Regions from separate parts of the Sus scrofa genome. Here regions 1, 2, 3 and 5 are each linked to region 4. Evidence: chromatin contacts called from public HiChIP or PLAC-seq data. All regions are on one chromosome and are shown on one strand. Each heading gives the region's core, a stretch centred on a gene start, on an enhancer-like site or on the middle of the called end of the contact. The rest is flanking DNA. Distances are from core to core; before and after follow the strand shown. Region 1 holds the start of ALG5 (ALG5, dolichyl-phosphate beta-glucosyltransferase). Region 2 holds the start of SLC25A15 (solute carrier family 25 member 15). Region 3 holds the start of FOXO1 (forkhead box protein O1). Region 4 holds the start of PROSER1 (proline and serine-rich protein 1). Region 5 holds the start of VPS36 (vacuolar protein-sorting-associated protein 36).

Region 1 (2,700 bases), core at 148-2,647, 1.4 Mb after region 4:
GCCACACAGTCCTTCCAGCACAGCCTCACTGGGGGAGGACGCCCCCGTTCCTTTCACTACGACCCCCTCCAGTCCTCCCGCCCGTCGCCTACTTCCGTGATGGAAGGAAGTGGGCGTCCGGTGGGATGGTCTCTCGGTGAGAAAAATCCCACCTAAAGAGTAAATGAAGCTGCAATCCGCTAGGATACGAACTCCCGCCCGCCGTGCAGCCACACTCACTTGAACCCGGCCGCCATCTTCCCGCCCGCGCGCCTGCGCCTGCGCCTGCGCCTGCGCCTGCGCCTGGGTATCGCCTCACCTCTGGCCCGCGCAGCTGCTCCGCCGCGGCACTTTCAACACTGATGTTTGTTTGTGCCTTTCTGCTGCCTGGTATCTGGAAGGCAGAGTACAATGGGGGAGAGCTAAGCCAGGCGGGGCGGGGATTGTTTCCTGCATGCCTTCCCTTCGACCGCCACTAGCCAGACGCCCTTCAAGGTTTCCTTGCTTTTGGCGTGTTTTGACGAATCGGCTATTAGAGAAGTGACCAGTGTCTGTTTAGAAACTGTGGTAGTTCAAGACTCAGGAGAAAACCTACCTTACATCAGAGGATCAAGTATTTGAGTGTGGAGCATTACTCCAGTGTTTCAGCATCCTTTTCCCGCCCCCTTCTTGACTGGGCCCTGGGCTTGCCTCCTCCCAGGTAAAGTCCTCCCTGCTCCAGCACGGAAGAATCACCTAAATTTTCTGCTCGCTCCTTATCCGCACCAAGCAACCTGACCGGGCTCCAAAGGAGCAGTTTTGTTGTAGACTGTGTCATGGTTCAAGACCTACACCTCCCTCTTAGATAGGGTTGCCAGATAAAATACAGGGCATCCAACTCAATTTGAATGTCAGATAAAGAGTAGTTTGTTACTGTGGGTACAAGAAAAAATTTTCACTTGATTAGTTGCTACCAGAAGCTGGGGAATAACTGGGAAAGTTTTAGAAATAGTGACGATGGTTGAAAGAAATTGTAAATGCAATTAATGTCGTTGTAGTGTACACGTAAAGTGTATAGAGTGCCAAATTTTATGTTTTACATTATCAGAGTTTGAAAAAATTAATGTGTGGATTGTATGGTATGTGAGTTGTATTTTAATAATGCTGTTAAATAAAACGATTCGTTGCTTATCTGAAATTCAAATTAAATGGATATCCTGTACTTTTATTTGTTAAATCTGGCAACCCTGCTACTGTGGAACTGAGTGAGCGCCTGCCCCTCGCAAGGACTGAGCGTCTCTCACACCGCTAAGTATTCCTCGCCTCGCCGCGCGGCGGCGCTGTGGGCGGCGGGCGCCCGACCGGCGCGGCCTCTCTGCGGGCGGGAGGCGGGGCCCGCGGCTGCACTTCCGCGTGTGTGTAGGCGCTGCAGAGGGCGGGCGGCGGCGGCCTCTGGGCATGGAGTATGGTTCCGCTCCTGCTGCAGTTGGCCGTGCTTGGCGCGGGGCTGGCGGCCGCAGCCCTAATTCTGGTGAGGAGAGGGGTTGGGGACCGACGCGGGTGCGGGTGGAGACTCGGCCCCCAGGCATCCTCTCCTCCGCACTGCCGGTTCTTCGACGTGTCCCTTGAACCATGCTTCACCTAAGCTCCGACCCCAGAATTTCTTCTGCTAGAATTTTACGCATCTTTCTAACGTTCTTTATTTTTATCTTGGAGCTTTATTTCCCTGCGTGTCCAGAGCCTAGAACTTGGGTTCACTGGGCCATGCCCACCCTGTCTTCTTTCGCCCCCTAGTCTCCGGACCCTCTGCCGCCCGCCGCGTCTGTCCCGACCTCTCCAGCATTTCCTCCCGGCCTTGCAGTCGCTGCAGTTCTGGCCCCACCAGGGAGGTCTTGAGCCCCCAGATGTTTGCTTTGCAGGCTCTCCCTTCCCGATGTAGATAAGGAAATAGAAAGTGGTGGCAGCACTGACAAGTGCCATCTGTTACGGGATTGGTTAGACTCGTGCATTAAGGAGACCCACTGGGGTCACAGGAATACCTAGACAAGGCCAGTGTTACCATATGCTGGGGGTCAATATGTCCCAGAATTCAACACCTTAAGTTTGCTGCCTCTAAATGAGGCAACACAGTAGAACTTAAGCTCGGATTTTCTTTGCCATTACGGTGGAAACACAGAATCATTGTAACACTTGCTGATCCAAAAGTAGTAGAAAAGTTGCCAAGTGAACTTTCTCCCATGTGTTTTGGAATGGGTCTGTCATCTAGTTAGTAAATGGAGTAGAAAAAGCGTCAAGTGAATTACTCTACCACCCCGCCCCAACTCTCTGGCACCTAGTTAGTGAATGGAGAGGTTCCTGCTTCCTTGACTTTGAAGTTGGCAGCCTAGATAGCATTGCTAGGAAGGCCACTTTGCCATCTTGCCAGAATTTTACAGCTTAAAAGTAGTTTAGAGAAACAGCAATATATCCTGACTTCTTCAGTGTTTGTGTGTTTGGGTGGGAAAGGAATCCTCTTTGCCCTTAGTATATGGACATTTGGGGAGTCGGGGGAGGTTAGCTTTAGGATGGGGCAGAGTTTGACAGAATCCTAAATTGAATCTGCCTAATGTTGACTCTTGCACGTATTTAAATGTGTATGTTATGAGATTGTCTTGGAAATACTTTAAAAAAAACACTTTATTTTATTAAAGTATAGTTGATTTACAATGTTGTGCCTATTTCTGCTGTACAGCAGAGTGACCC
Region 2 (2,700 bases), core at 18-2,517, 1.3 Mb before region 4:
GGCACAGCAGATGGTACTATCTCATCAATGCGAAGTCAACCCCTTTAGGTAAAAGTCAGAAACGCATCAACTGCTACAAATAACCGCTTGTAGAATTTTTAGGACAGTAAACAGAACACAGAGTAACTCAGAAGGTGTGGGCAACTGTTTCAAATTAAGCGTAGGTTTGGCTTGAAGATAACAGGTCTTGCAGAGGCAAGACTGATTAGCATGACTTAATTACATTGATTCGTGAGCCTTTGGTACCCGTGGAACAGAAAAACTAAGTCCTTACAGCGTCCCTTTTACCCCTCTTTCAAACTACACCAAAGTCCGACTCCAGAAGAAACAGCGCCAAATATCTTCCCGTTCCTTGGGGAAATTCTCTTTTCTTGGGGGAAAATCCGAGGAGGCCTCATTCCCCACTAATTAACACGAATTGCTCCGGGAAGATTCCAGCTTCAGGCCGAAGCTGGCGCGGTGGGAGGCCGCCCTCCATCCAGACCGCCCAGAGCTGAAGCCCAAGGGCGTTGGGATGCAAACCGGCCTCGCTGCTCAGCAGCCGGGAAGGGGCTCCAGCTCCGGGGGCTCGGGATCCCAGTCCGCACGAGGGGCGGCTTAGGGAAACGACTTCTAACTTGGTCTTCCCGGTTCGCTGACTCTGCCCAGCAATCTGCGAGTCTCCCATTCATAAGCGCCTCCGCCCCGTCCGGCGCGAGACTCAGATGGCGCGGAGCCCGGAGGCTCGGTGACACGACGAGGGGGCAAAGGAGGACAACCTTTCCCAGGAGTTGACCACTGCGGGCAGGAGGCCGCAGAGCCCCGCAGTCTCCGCCGAGCCCGGGGCAGCGCCCGGGAGTGGGGCGCCCGCGGGTCCCCGGGCACGTGTGCGGCGGGTCCGAGACCCCGGATCCCAGCTGCCCGGAAAGGTCACGCCGCTCAGGCGCGGAGGCCCGCCCGCTCCCCACTCCCTCCTCCCGGCCAGTTCCCTGCAGCCCGCGAGCGCCCGGCGGGGCTGCGCTCACCGCCGAGCCGACCGGCTGCGTCCTGCTCGCGCTCCGCCGCCTGCTCTCGACTCTCCCTGGGCTGCGGGGGCGGCCGCTTCACACACACGTCGGCGCCAGGCCTGCCCTCCGCCCCGCCTCCCGCGCCGGACTGCTCCCTGCAGGCGGCCCCGCGGGCTCAGGAGCGCCCCTGCAGCCGGGGCGGGCTGCGCGGGGCCGGCCTGGGCCGGTGAGCCTCCTGCCCGCCAGCCCCCAGCCGCGCGCCGGGGAAGCGGAAATCGGCGCGGTGCGGCGACGCGCTCAGGCCAAAAGGCCGCCCCTCGCCGGGAGCAGGCGGGGCTGGCGGGGCTGGCGGGGCTGGCGGGGCTGGCGGGGCTGGCGGGGCTGGCGGGAGGGCTGGGAGCCCAGGCCTCCACGTTGCTTTCGTGCCTCGCGGTTCCCGGAAGCGCTCGGTGAGCTCGATTCTAGTGAGATCTCAGGGAGGGGGCTGAGGGTGCCCGGAGTTTGGACGAGTGACTGATGCCTTTACGCTGGTTAACCTTGCTCGGACTCGAAACTCAAGGCTCTCATTTTATAATTGAGTACGAAAGTACTGGAAAGGTAGTGATGGAAAATAAATTCACTTATTGCTGGTGAAAACCAAACCCAAAACATTTCCCACTAATTCTTCTTCGAGGAGCTCCGGCTCCACTGATGACATTTGGAAAAGCACACCCACCGATGAAAACTATAGCCCTAAATGTCTTCTCAATTCCTAATGAATTATAGTTGGTTCTATGGCTCTCCGGCATTTTATTAAAAAGCTCAATTCAGGGAGTCTGTTGGGAATTCCTGTTGTGGCTTAGCAGTAACCAAGCAGACTAGTGTCCATGACACAGGCTGGATCCCTGGTCTCCTTTAGTGGGTTAAGGATCCAGCGTTATCGTGAGCTGTGGTGGAGGAAGCAGATCCACTAGAATCCCTGGTGGCTGTGGCTTTGGGTAGGCTGGCAGCTGCAGATCTGATTCGACCCCCAGCCTGGGAATTTCCATATGCCACCGGTGCGGCCCTTTTTAAAAAAGAAGTCTTGTGTACCAGGAGTAAAGGAATTTTCTCTAGTGCACTAGACACAGATCCACTCAGTTGGAAAGGTCTTGGTCTATTACTGACAGGTGCTCAGTGTCACAGCCATGGCCTTCAGAGGGCCTTGGTTCAAACTTCATGGATTTATTTGACTTTTCTACACAGTTTTCTTCCTTAAAACGTGCCGTCATTTTCTTTTACAACTTTCTGCCCTGTTTGGATGTGATGTTTGACTACTGCCAATGTATATTTAAGTGATTTTATGTGAGGGCCAGTGACAAATATTTGAGGTAACTTGTGTGAGTCTTTAAACATGGATGCACAGCTGACTAGACCTTCTGGAGGAAGGAGGTGCTATGAAGGCGTCCGAGCTCCTGGTGAATGAGGGGCTCCTCAACACAGCACAAGACTGTCTTCTCCCAAAATCAGCACTTTAGAACTCAAGCTTCCAGAACATAACTTCATTATAGAAACAAGCCAGGGGCTTTGAGTGACTTGCCCAAAGTGACATGTAACATAACCAGTGGGCAGCAGATGAGGAGCAGAACCTACAGTACAACATCCTAGAGGACTGGGCCTTTCCGCAGCGCCTGGCCCAGAGGCTCTTGCAAACCTGAAAGATGAAGCCCAAGGGAACGAGATAGGGATAGGGCTA
Region 3 (2,700 bases), core at 161-2,660, 1.2 Mb before region 4:
CCCTGTCGCCCCTGGACTGACTTAGTGGACAGAGTCCGGGTTCCCGCCCAGGGGTAGAGGTTCCCACGGAGGGCACGAGGGCTAGGACGCCTGTGGGTCTGAGGGTGCGTGGGAAGTAGGACTATCTGCAGCCCGCGCCGAGCCCCCTTCTCTCGCTTCCACTCTTTCAGGTCAAGAATGGAGGGAACCCGGCTGGCGGGTGCTGGGCCGGACAACGGGCCCCCGGCTACACTCGACCTCAGAGGCTCAGCCCTCGGGCGCAGACAGGTGGGTTCCGGTCGCGGAGGCGGCGGCCAGGGCGTCCTCCGCGCGGACACGACAGTCAGAGCCCGGGCCCCTGGAGGCGTGCGCGGCTCGCGCGGGGCCCGAGGACTCGATACATCGCAGGAAAAGGAAAAAAACACAAAACAAAAACAAAACCCACCGACTTCCCCGCGTTTCTCAGCAAAGGAGTCGAGGGCGGAGTCGAGAGGGGGCGACTGAGCAGAATTCCGCGAGGCCGCCTCCGCCCGCCCACTCAGCGCCCCCGAAGCGCCCAGCGTCTCCGGCCCCCGCCCCGCCCGGCTTTGGGCCCGGAGCGGAGGTCGAGGGCAAGCGAGCGACTCGTTCCACTCGGGCTTCCCGAGTACTCGGTTCTGCTCCCCGGTAGTAAACAAAGTGTCGCCGCCGCCTCCACGCTGGTTTGCCTCACAGCAATCAAAACACTGAGAGCGGAGAGACTCACAGAAACATTCGAAAATTACCAGAAAATAATAACAGAGAGCCAAAAAAAAAAAAAAAAGAGTGAGGGAGACTGTGCGTGTGTGAGAAAGAAAAAAACACCCCACTACCCCCACCAACCCACTGCCACCTCCCGCTGGAAAACCAGCCCCCGCCCAGGCCGGCGTCCACTGGCTGCCTGGGCGGTGCCGCCGCGAGCTCATTGGCTGCTGGGGCTATCAGTCAGGGGCGGGCAAGCGCGCGCGCCGCCGCGGGCGGGGGGCGGCGGCAGATCCCGTAAGTCGGGCGGCAGCGTAGTCGCAGCAGCAGCCGCCGCTGCCGCCGCCGCCGCCGCCACATTCAACAGGCAGCAGCGCCGCGGTCGCGCCGCCGGGGAGAGTGAGCGGCCCGCGGCGCCCGTCCTTCCTTCGGTTTTCGGGCCGTGTCAGTAGGAGCGCGACGCTGGCGCTGCCTGGGCTGGGCGACTCTGGCCTGCCGTCCCGTCCGTGCAGCGGACCTGGAGGAGCCTAGATGTTGATGGACCCGCGAAGTTAAGTTCTGGGCTCGCGCTTCCACTTCGCCGCCGCGTCTTGCTCCGGGTTTCCGTCCGCCCGCGGCACCGACCTCGCCCCCCAAAATCTCGGACCGGCTCTTCGCGCCCTCTCCCCTCAGCTCCTGGTGCAGCGCCCTCGCACTTCTTGGCAATCCCGCTGCTGGGGGAGGGGCGGGGGTCACCATGGCCGAAGCGCCCCAGGTGGTGGAGATCGACCCGGACTTCGAGCCGCTGCCCCGGCCGCGCTCGTGCACCTGGCCGCTGCCCAGGCCGGAGTTTAGCCAGTCTAACTCGGCCACCTCCAGCCCGGCGCCGTCGGGTGGCCCAGCCGCGAACCCCGACGCTGCCGCGGGCCTGCCCTCGGCCTCGGCGGCCGCTGTCAACGCCGACTTCATGAGCAACCTGAGCCTGCTGGAGGAGAGCGGGGACTTCCAGCAGGCGCCCGGCTCCGTGGCGGCGGCGGCGGCGGCGGCAGCCGCGGTGGCGGCGGCGGCCGCCGCTGCTGCCACCGGGGGGTTGTGCGGGGACTTCCAGGGCCCAGAGGCGGGCTGCCTGCACCCGGCGCCGCCGCAGCAGCCCCCGCCGCCCGGGCCGCTGTCGCAGCACCCGCCTGTGCCCCCCGCCGCCGCCGGGTCGCTTGCCGGGCAGCCGCGCAAGAGCAGCTCGTCCCGCCGCAACGCGTGGGGCAACCTGTCCTACGCCGACCTCATCACCAAGGCCATCGAGAGCTCGGCAGAGAAGCGGCTCACGCTATCGCAGATCTACGAGTGGATGGTCAAGAGCGTGCCCTACTTCAAGGATAAGGGCGACAGCAACAGCTCGGCAGGCTGGAAGGTGAGTGGCCTCGGGGCGCACGGCTGGAGCGGGAGGGGGGCACGGGAAGCCCTGCCTCCGCCTTAGGTCGGAGGGGACGGCTGTGCAAATTTGCTTGGCTTGAAAGTGCAGGGCACGCGGGCAGCGCGTGCAAGAAGCATCGGAGGTGGGTGGTGGGCTTGCCTCGGACCCGTCGGAGGATTGGAATAAACGTCTGTGTGTACGCTCTCGTGAGAGTTGGAGCGGGAGCGGGAAGGGGCGAGTTGGGACCGAAGTAGTGAAAAAAGTACGCCAAGAAGTGGACCTCAGAGCAACCAGAAAAAAAGTTCTCCAGTGAACGGAGAGCGGGGTTCACTGCGACCTGCCCCCCCTTCTCCACGGCCCGCGCGAACTCCTGCCGCTGCTCCTTTCCCTCCACGACCTCAGGGGTGAGGGCGGCTCCCCTCCTCCCCCGCGGCCCCCCAGCTCCCCGCCGCCCCGCGGAGCCGTTTCCGCAGCGCTGGGCGGGGGAGGCCGCTGCGAGGGGCCTCGGAGCCCCGCCGCTGGGGGACGGGGCTGCAGGTGGAGGGGACAGGCAGGGCGCGAGGCAGCCGGCCCGTGGAGGTTGGCCGCGCGGTTTTTGGAGGCCGTATGCA
Region 4 (2,700 bases), core at 113-2,612:
CGGATTGTTCATGTAGTGTACTGGCTGCAAATATGCCATGAGGTGTGTCAACTGTGTAATTCCAGGCTCGTAGGAAATATCCATCCTCTGTGAACACTAATACCTTTGGGATGTTATCCCCTCTCTAAAGGTACACAAAAATAACTGCTTAGGTAAGATCCGTTTTAAAGAGGCAATCTTTATGTTGGCAAAGAGAAACAAAATTTAAAAGTTAATCGAGAAATTCAGTCACGTTTAAAAAACCTGCTACGAAACCTAACAACATTATTATCTACCACATTCAAAATTAAAATGTTAACTTTAACTCAAAAAAAAAATTTCACAATTGGCAAAACATAAACGTATATATGGACTTAATACAGGAAAACTGTCTTCTTCATGTTCATAACTCCGAAAAAAATTTACTTACTTGGGCTACATAAACCAATTCGTTGAGGGAATCAACTGCAACACAAAATGTTGCTCCAGTAAAGTATTCTGAATACGTGGGCCAATCCACATCCAGCCGGTAAAGGATTTCCTCAGCTCTCCAGGAAAATTTAAAAGCAAAATGAAGACGTAGTGGGAGCTGCGTAAGAAAAGAAAATAGGAAAACGTTTTAACACTGAGACAAGCAACACGTCGGCGGTTCGGCCCCCGGTGCAGGTTTTGAGCCCAGCTAGTGCGAAAACCAGCTCCAACTCCATCCCAAGACCTCCTCCCCACAGTGCTATCCACACACCCACCAGCCGTTTCCTCACAATCCAACTCACCGAAGAGCCACAAATATGCGAATGTAAAACCAGATATGCAAGAAAGAAGCCAGCGCCGGCTACGCAGACCCAGAATCTCGCCATGACCAGACGGGAAGTCTGGTGAGGGAAAAGGATTGGCAGGCGGCTGGGGGCCACCGGACAGCCTCAAGTCCACGCACTTAGTCGCTTCCCGAGTTCCTAGCTCCAAACCCCTTTCCCTGGATGCGCGGGGTTCGAGAACGAAAAGGCAGCAGAGACCCAAGTAACAGAAAATCAGAACTGAGGTTTTGGGTTCCCAACTCGTTCCCGCCCCCGCCCTCATATCACGTGCCTCGTTTTACCCCGTGACCACCCTTCGGACCTTCCACGCTGCGGAGATCTCCGGTACGCCAGTATCGGGGCGCCCGTAGATATGCCTTAACAACTCCACATTCATTCTTTTAAATTCAGATTTAGCAATCACAAACTGGCACAATCAAATCCTAGAATCAAGGGTGTGACCCTCAAAAAATAACTTTTGGGTTCTGGGACGAACATCAGCTGCATCCAATTTCGAGACACCCAGGCATGCGCCATGGACATCTACATTCCCACACCAGGACCCCTTTAAAGTCGCTCCTGAAGGCGTGGTCTAAGCTGGCGGCGCAGAGTTGAGTTTACTCGGGTGCGACGGGCCCTATTGAAGGCCCCCAGGAGCCAGGGGGAAGCTGTGGGGGTAACCAGGAGGGGCTCCTGGCGCTCTTGGCGCTGCGGTATTCGGGAGTCCCCCTACCCGGGAGCGTTCCCCCCTTTGCCCGGCTCCTGGAGCTCTCCGGCCGCCGGCCCGCTCCCGGAAGCGGTGGCACCTGGTAACAAAGAGCCTGCCAGGCCTCCGCTGCCCGGGCTGCGGGACCGAGGAGTCCCGAGGAGCTGCTGGGAGTGAGCGCTAGTCAGGCCATGAGGCCAGGTTTGCGGCGGTGAGAGGCGGCCGGCGGCCGAGGCGCTGGTGCGGGCCGGGAAACCAGTGCCTCCTTCCTTGCCGCCCATCGGTTTCGGGGCGCAGGTGCCTCTACTCTCTGGGCCGCTCCACCTGGAAAGGCGGCTTCACGACGGCGGCACCTGGCCTTCGGCTGAAGGGACCGACGGTCTGCCTCGGGCTGCGAACCGCGGGTTTTTCTGCGGGACTCAGAGAGGACCTGGCTCTTCCGCGAGGGTTCCTGCTGCTTTGTGTAAAGAAGCTGGGGAAGCCTGACGGGTTTCGTTTTTAGTAAAAAGTTTTTATAAGTCTCCATTTTTGGAAATTTTTGCAGCGTTTGAAGTACTCTACCTCTTCGCATCCTTTCTCCTGCTCCTTGAGTCTTTTTTTCTTTCTCAGCGGTAAACATTTTTACTATTGGAGCAGACGAGGGATGAACATTTTGTAATTGAAAGTGTAACTGTTAAAACCTCGTGGAGCTAGTAGTCAAGATGGACAAAAAGTCCTTTGAAACGGTGCTGGATGAAATTAGAAAGGTAATTGCACTTAATTCCTTAATTCTGTGAGCTAAGAATTCTCTTATTCTCTTTCAGGGACTGCGTGTAAAATAATAGGATTGCAAAAAGTTGGAATTTTAACGTGGAGTGTAGAAACGTTATCTTGATGCATTTCACGATACAAACGGAAATTATGTTAAGGCTGAGATCAGTGCGGTGTTGCGGAGGTTGTTTTCAGAGTCCGGGTTCCGAATCCCGAGCTCTACAGATCATTTTTAATAGCTCCGTATTTTCGGATAAGTGATTTTAATATTTCCGAGGCGATTTCCTCATCTTTCAGTAACATAAGAGTGACTGGGAACTAGAAATAATACTTAGAAAGTTCCTTTAATGGTAGTTATTATTACGGAAAGTGTTTTTAAGTCTTGAGAATAAGCAGACTATGTTTGTTGCCTGGGAGGGCAAAATTAGCGTCCTAATAAAAAGTGTAGCATTAAGGTTAAGGTCATAGGAA
Region 5 (2,739 bases), core at 23-2,522, 1.6 Mb before region 4:
AAGTCCTCTCCTCTTTTTCTCTTTTAAAAAAATCACTCCACGAAGATGGTCTTCCACCACCCCACTGGACCCACTCCTGCCAAGGCCACCAAACATCCACAGGGTAAAAGCAGTGATCAGTCCCCTGACCCACCCGTCCTTCCGCCTGTACCCTCTTTCCACTTGGTTTCCAGGATTCCACACCCTCCTGCTGTCGCCCAACCTCCCCAGCAGCTCCACCTCCTTTTCTGCACCCTTTCCTCCCCTGACCTGTGTTACTTTGGTCTCAATGAATTGTCCCATGTTCCTGAGCAATTTTGTACAGTGTGAGCTGTTAGCTTCAGGGAGATGATTTCCTTTGGATTAAAAGATAATCAAAGAATAACAGATATTCAGAAATAGCCTCATCCACACACACACACAAAGGAAACAAGAATAAACAGTTGAGTGGTAAAAAAATTTACAGAAGGGATAACACTCAATGTAGTCAAAGCGACTTGGCCTGGGTAAAGACTGACTTGCTGGTGGCAGCACATCCTAGCTAAATAAGTCCCCAGTATGTAGCAGGGTCTCTTTAAAGCTGTAATTCTACTTTGGGAAGACACTTTAAGAAAATAATCCTAAAGGGGAAAATGCATTTCAGTTGCAGAAGTACAAATATAGGTGCTTCATTTATAATGTAAAATATCTAAAGAAATGAAAGGGACAGCAGCAAGAGGCCCAGCAGATGGGAGTAGCACTCAGGGACCAGTTTGTGGGGACCAACCCACAGGTAAATTTTAAGACATCTACACACTGAATATTATCTGGAGTAAATTCATGAGGTCTATGTTAATGCAAGTGTTTAAATAAAGATGATTTTAATGGGAAAAAAGAGGAGAGCACAAAATAAGTACTTATACACTGACTGAAGCTATGTGAAAAGAATTCAGGTCATAAATATTCATTAGGGAAAAAAGTCATCATTTACAGCTTTGAATGAATATGACAGCATGCTGGGCACTGAGAAGGAAATGGCACAAATATGCAGGAATAATGCACAATAAGGAGGTCCAGGCTGCAATCTGGGCTCCCTCGAAGTCCTTTGTAAGATCTGGGTTTGTGCCCCATCTGGACAAAGGATGGGGTGGAAGTTCCCCCCGGGCCATTGGCGGATGTACCACCAGAGGGCGCGCCAAGCTTGTCTCCAGGTCTCCGGGCGCCCTCCCGCCCCCCGGCGGCGCGCGCTCCCCAGGGCGGCCGGGCTGGACCTCTCCCTCCCTGCCGGCCTCCTCTCCGCCTGCCGCCAGAGGGCGCCGCAGGCTGCCCGGCGCTCGGCTGGCCGCCCCGGAGCGCCAGCGCGGGAGTGAGGCGGGGGCCGGCCAGGCGGCGGCCATGGACCGCTTCGTGTGGACCAGCGGCCTCCTGGAGATCAACGAGACCCTGGTGATCCAGCAGCGCGGGGTGCGCATCTACGACGGCGAGGAGAAGGTAGGGAGGCGGCCCGGGTCGCTCCCCGGCCCCCGGCTCGACTCTCGGCGCCGCCCCCGCCCGCCGGAGCCCGTCCGGCGCTCGGCTCGGCCCGACTTTGGAACGGCTCCCGGGGACGCGGTGGGTGGCGGCCCCTCCGGCCCGGGAGAGACTCCTTCGGGCCGCTCGGAGGGCGCGGGCCGAGCGCGGCGCGGTCTGGGAACCCGGATTCAGCGCCCCGATCGCGGCGGACGGGCGGCGGGCAGGCCGGTTCCGCCCTCGTCGGGAGGCCCCGGGTCCTGCGCTCGCGAACCGGGCGTGGCTTCGGCGCTGGGACCTGGGGGCGCCCGGGGGACTCCCGGCTGTCGCGGCCGGAGCGTCTGGGGGACGGCTTTGGAAGGACCTCGAAAGGAGGTGTCAGCCTCTCCTTGGGACGCCTTGGCCAAAGGCTCTGCGGGTTTTTTTGGGGGGAGGGGGTGACCTAAGAAAAGGGTTTTGATGATTTGCTTTGTACAGCGATGTAGTAGGCCATGCCTGGTCACCCGAGCTTAAACCTTAGGAGATCTGTTTGCAAACTGAGAGGGAAAAATACTGTGTAAGACATTCCCTGGAGACTTCTCTCAAACTGCAAACTGTCATCCTGTTCTGGGGAAATGTATAAGCTGGAATTAGGAAAAAAAAATTTAAAAACCCGTTTCCTCCCCAGCGTTTTTCGTTTGCACAAGTTTTCCCTGCACCCTCTACTTCCTTGCAGTTTCGTTAGAGGAACTTCCTGTTGTACTTTTGCATGGGTTCCTGGACTCAGCTTTTCCTGATCATGCTTTGCAGAAGCTGGAGGCCTCCTGCCTTGAAGGTAGCAGAGGGCCTGGGTCACAACCTTCCTTCGGAGGCAAGGCTGACGGGACCGAGGGCCCAAGGTTCTCTGCCTCTTGGAGGGCATTGTTTCATATTTCCATTTTGGAGTCAAAGTCTTTTCCTTAAATCATTTCGTTGGCCTCAACTCTGTTTACTGCTTCAGTCCTTTCATTAATTTGATCTTGTATTGGGCTGGCATCTTTTGGTTGGAGCAACAAGCTAAAGGTTTTTGGGTTTTCAAACCGAGGTTACACCTTTGGAACTCTTGTCGTAAATGGGAAACAAATCAACCCCCCTCCCCAGCCCTGGCCCTCGGGGAGCTGGAGGTTTTCCCCACCCGCCCAACTGTAATTCTGGACATTGGCAGGTTGGTCTTCAGAGACTCCCCAAGCCTCTCCCTGCTGGCAAGTCAGGCTTTTGCAGAGCCACAGGCTCTGCCCTTTTCTGGAATTCCAG

Evidence for each region. HiChIP or PLAC-seq counts read pairs in DNA pulled down with a chosen protein or histone mark.
Region 1: an H3K27ac HiChIP or PLAC-seq map of alveolar macrophages shows a contact between it and region 4. The contact joins the promoter of ALG5 here to the promoter of PROSER1 in region 4. A contact is called at or near these places in 1 of 5 promoter capture datasets (fetal liver) and 1 of 2 datasets of contacts at active chromatin or transcription factors (alveolar macrophages).
Region 2: a contact with region 4 is called in an H3K27ac HiChIP or PLAC-seq map of alveolar macrophages. The contact joins the promoter of SLC25A15 here to the promoter of PROSER1 in region 4. A contact is called at or near these places in 1 of 47 Hi-C or Micro-C datasets (heart right ventricle) and 1 of 2 datasets of contacts at active chromatin or transcription factors (alveolar macrophages).
Region 3: an H3K27ac HiChIP or PLAC-seq map of alveolar macrophages shows a contact between it and region 4. The contact joins the promoter of FOXO1 here to the promoter of PROSER1 in region 4. A contact is called at or near these places in 1 of 47 Hi-C or Micro-C datasets (embryonic fibroblasts) and 2 of 2 datasets of contacts at active chromatin or transcription factors (alveolar macrophages and skeletal muscle).
Region 5: a contact with region 4 is called in an H3K27ac HiChIP or PLAC-seq map of skeletal muscle, with 4 times the contacts expected there. The contact joins the promoter of VPS36 here to the promoter of PROSER1 in region 4. A contact is called at or near these places in 3 of 47 Hi-C or Micro-C datasets (embryonic fibroblasts, heart right ventricle and subcutaneous adipose tissue) and 2 of 2 datasets of contacts at active chromatin or transcription factors (alveolar macrophages and skeletal muscle).

What each region holds. Positions count from the first base shown.
Region 1 is chr11:12,814,666-12,817,365 of Sscrofa11.1, reverse strand. It overlaps ALG5 (ALG5, dolichyl-phosphate beta-glucosyltransferase), which reads left to right and starts at 1,397. Exons shown (of 10, transcript NM_001244320.2): 1 at 1,397-1,489. The coding sequence starts at 1,424. EXOSC8 (exosome complex component RRP43) reads right to left here and starts at 285. Exons shown (of 11, transcript XM_021065264.1): 1 at 220-285. The coding sequence starts at 236.
Region 2 is chr11:15,492,743-15,495,442 of Sscrofa11.1, reverse strand. It overlaps SLC25A15 (solute carrier family 25 member 15), which reads right to left and starts at 1,267. Exons shown (of 7, transcript NM_001243910.1): 1 at 1,005-1,267. LOC106505276 reads left to right here and starts at 705. Exons shown (of 3, transcript XM_021065390.1): 1 at 705-727; 2 at 798-1,435. The coding sequence starts at 705.
Region 3 is chr11:15,408,769-15,411,468 of Sscrofa11.1, reverse strand. FOXO1 (forkhead box protein O1) reads left to right here and starts at 1,410. Exons shown (of 3, transcript XM_021065269.1): 1 at 1,410-2,086. The coding sequence starts at 1,436. LOC102160118 (a long non-coding RNA gene) reads right to left here and starts at 836. Exons shown (of 5, transcript XR_001299536.2): 1 at 425-836.
Region 4 is chr11:14,182,508-14,185,207 of Sscrofa11.1, reverse strand. It overlaps PROSER1 (proline and serine-rich protein 1), which reads left to right and starts at 1,362. Exons shown (of 13, transcript XM_021065266.1): 1 at 1,362-2,225. The coding sequence starts at 2,181. NHLRC3 (a long non-coding RNA gene) reads right to left here and starts at 1,072. Exons shown (of 10, transcript XR_002336530.1): 1 at 753-1,072; 2 at 410-568; 3 at 1-124.
Region 5 is chr11:15,734,002-15,736,740 of Sscrofa11.1, reverse strand. VPS36 (vacuolar protein-sorting-associated protein 36) reads left to right here and starts at 1,272. Exons shown (of 13, transcript XM_005668376.3): 1 at 1,272-1,449. The coding sequence starts at 1,354.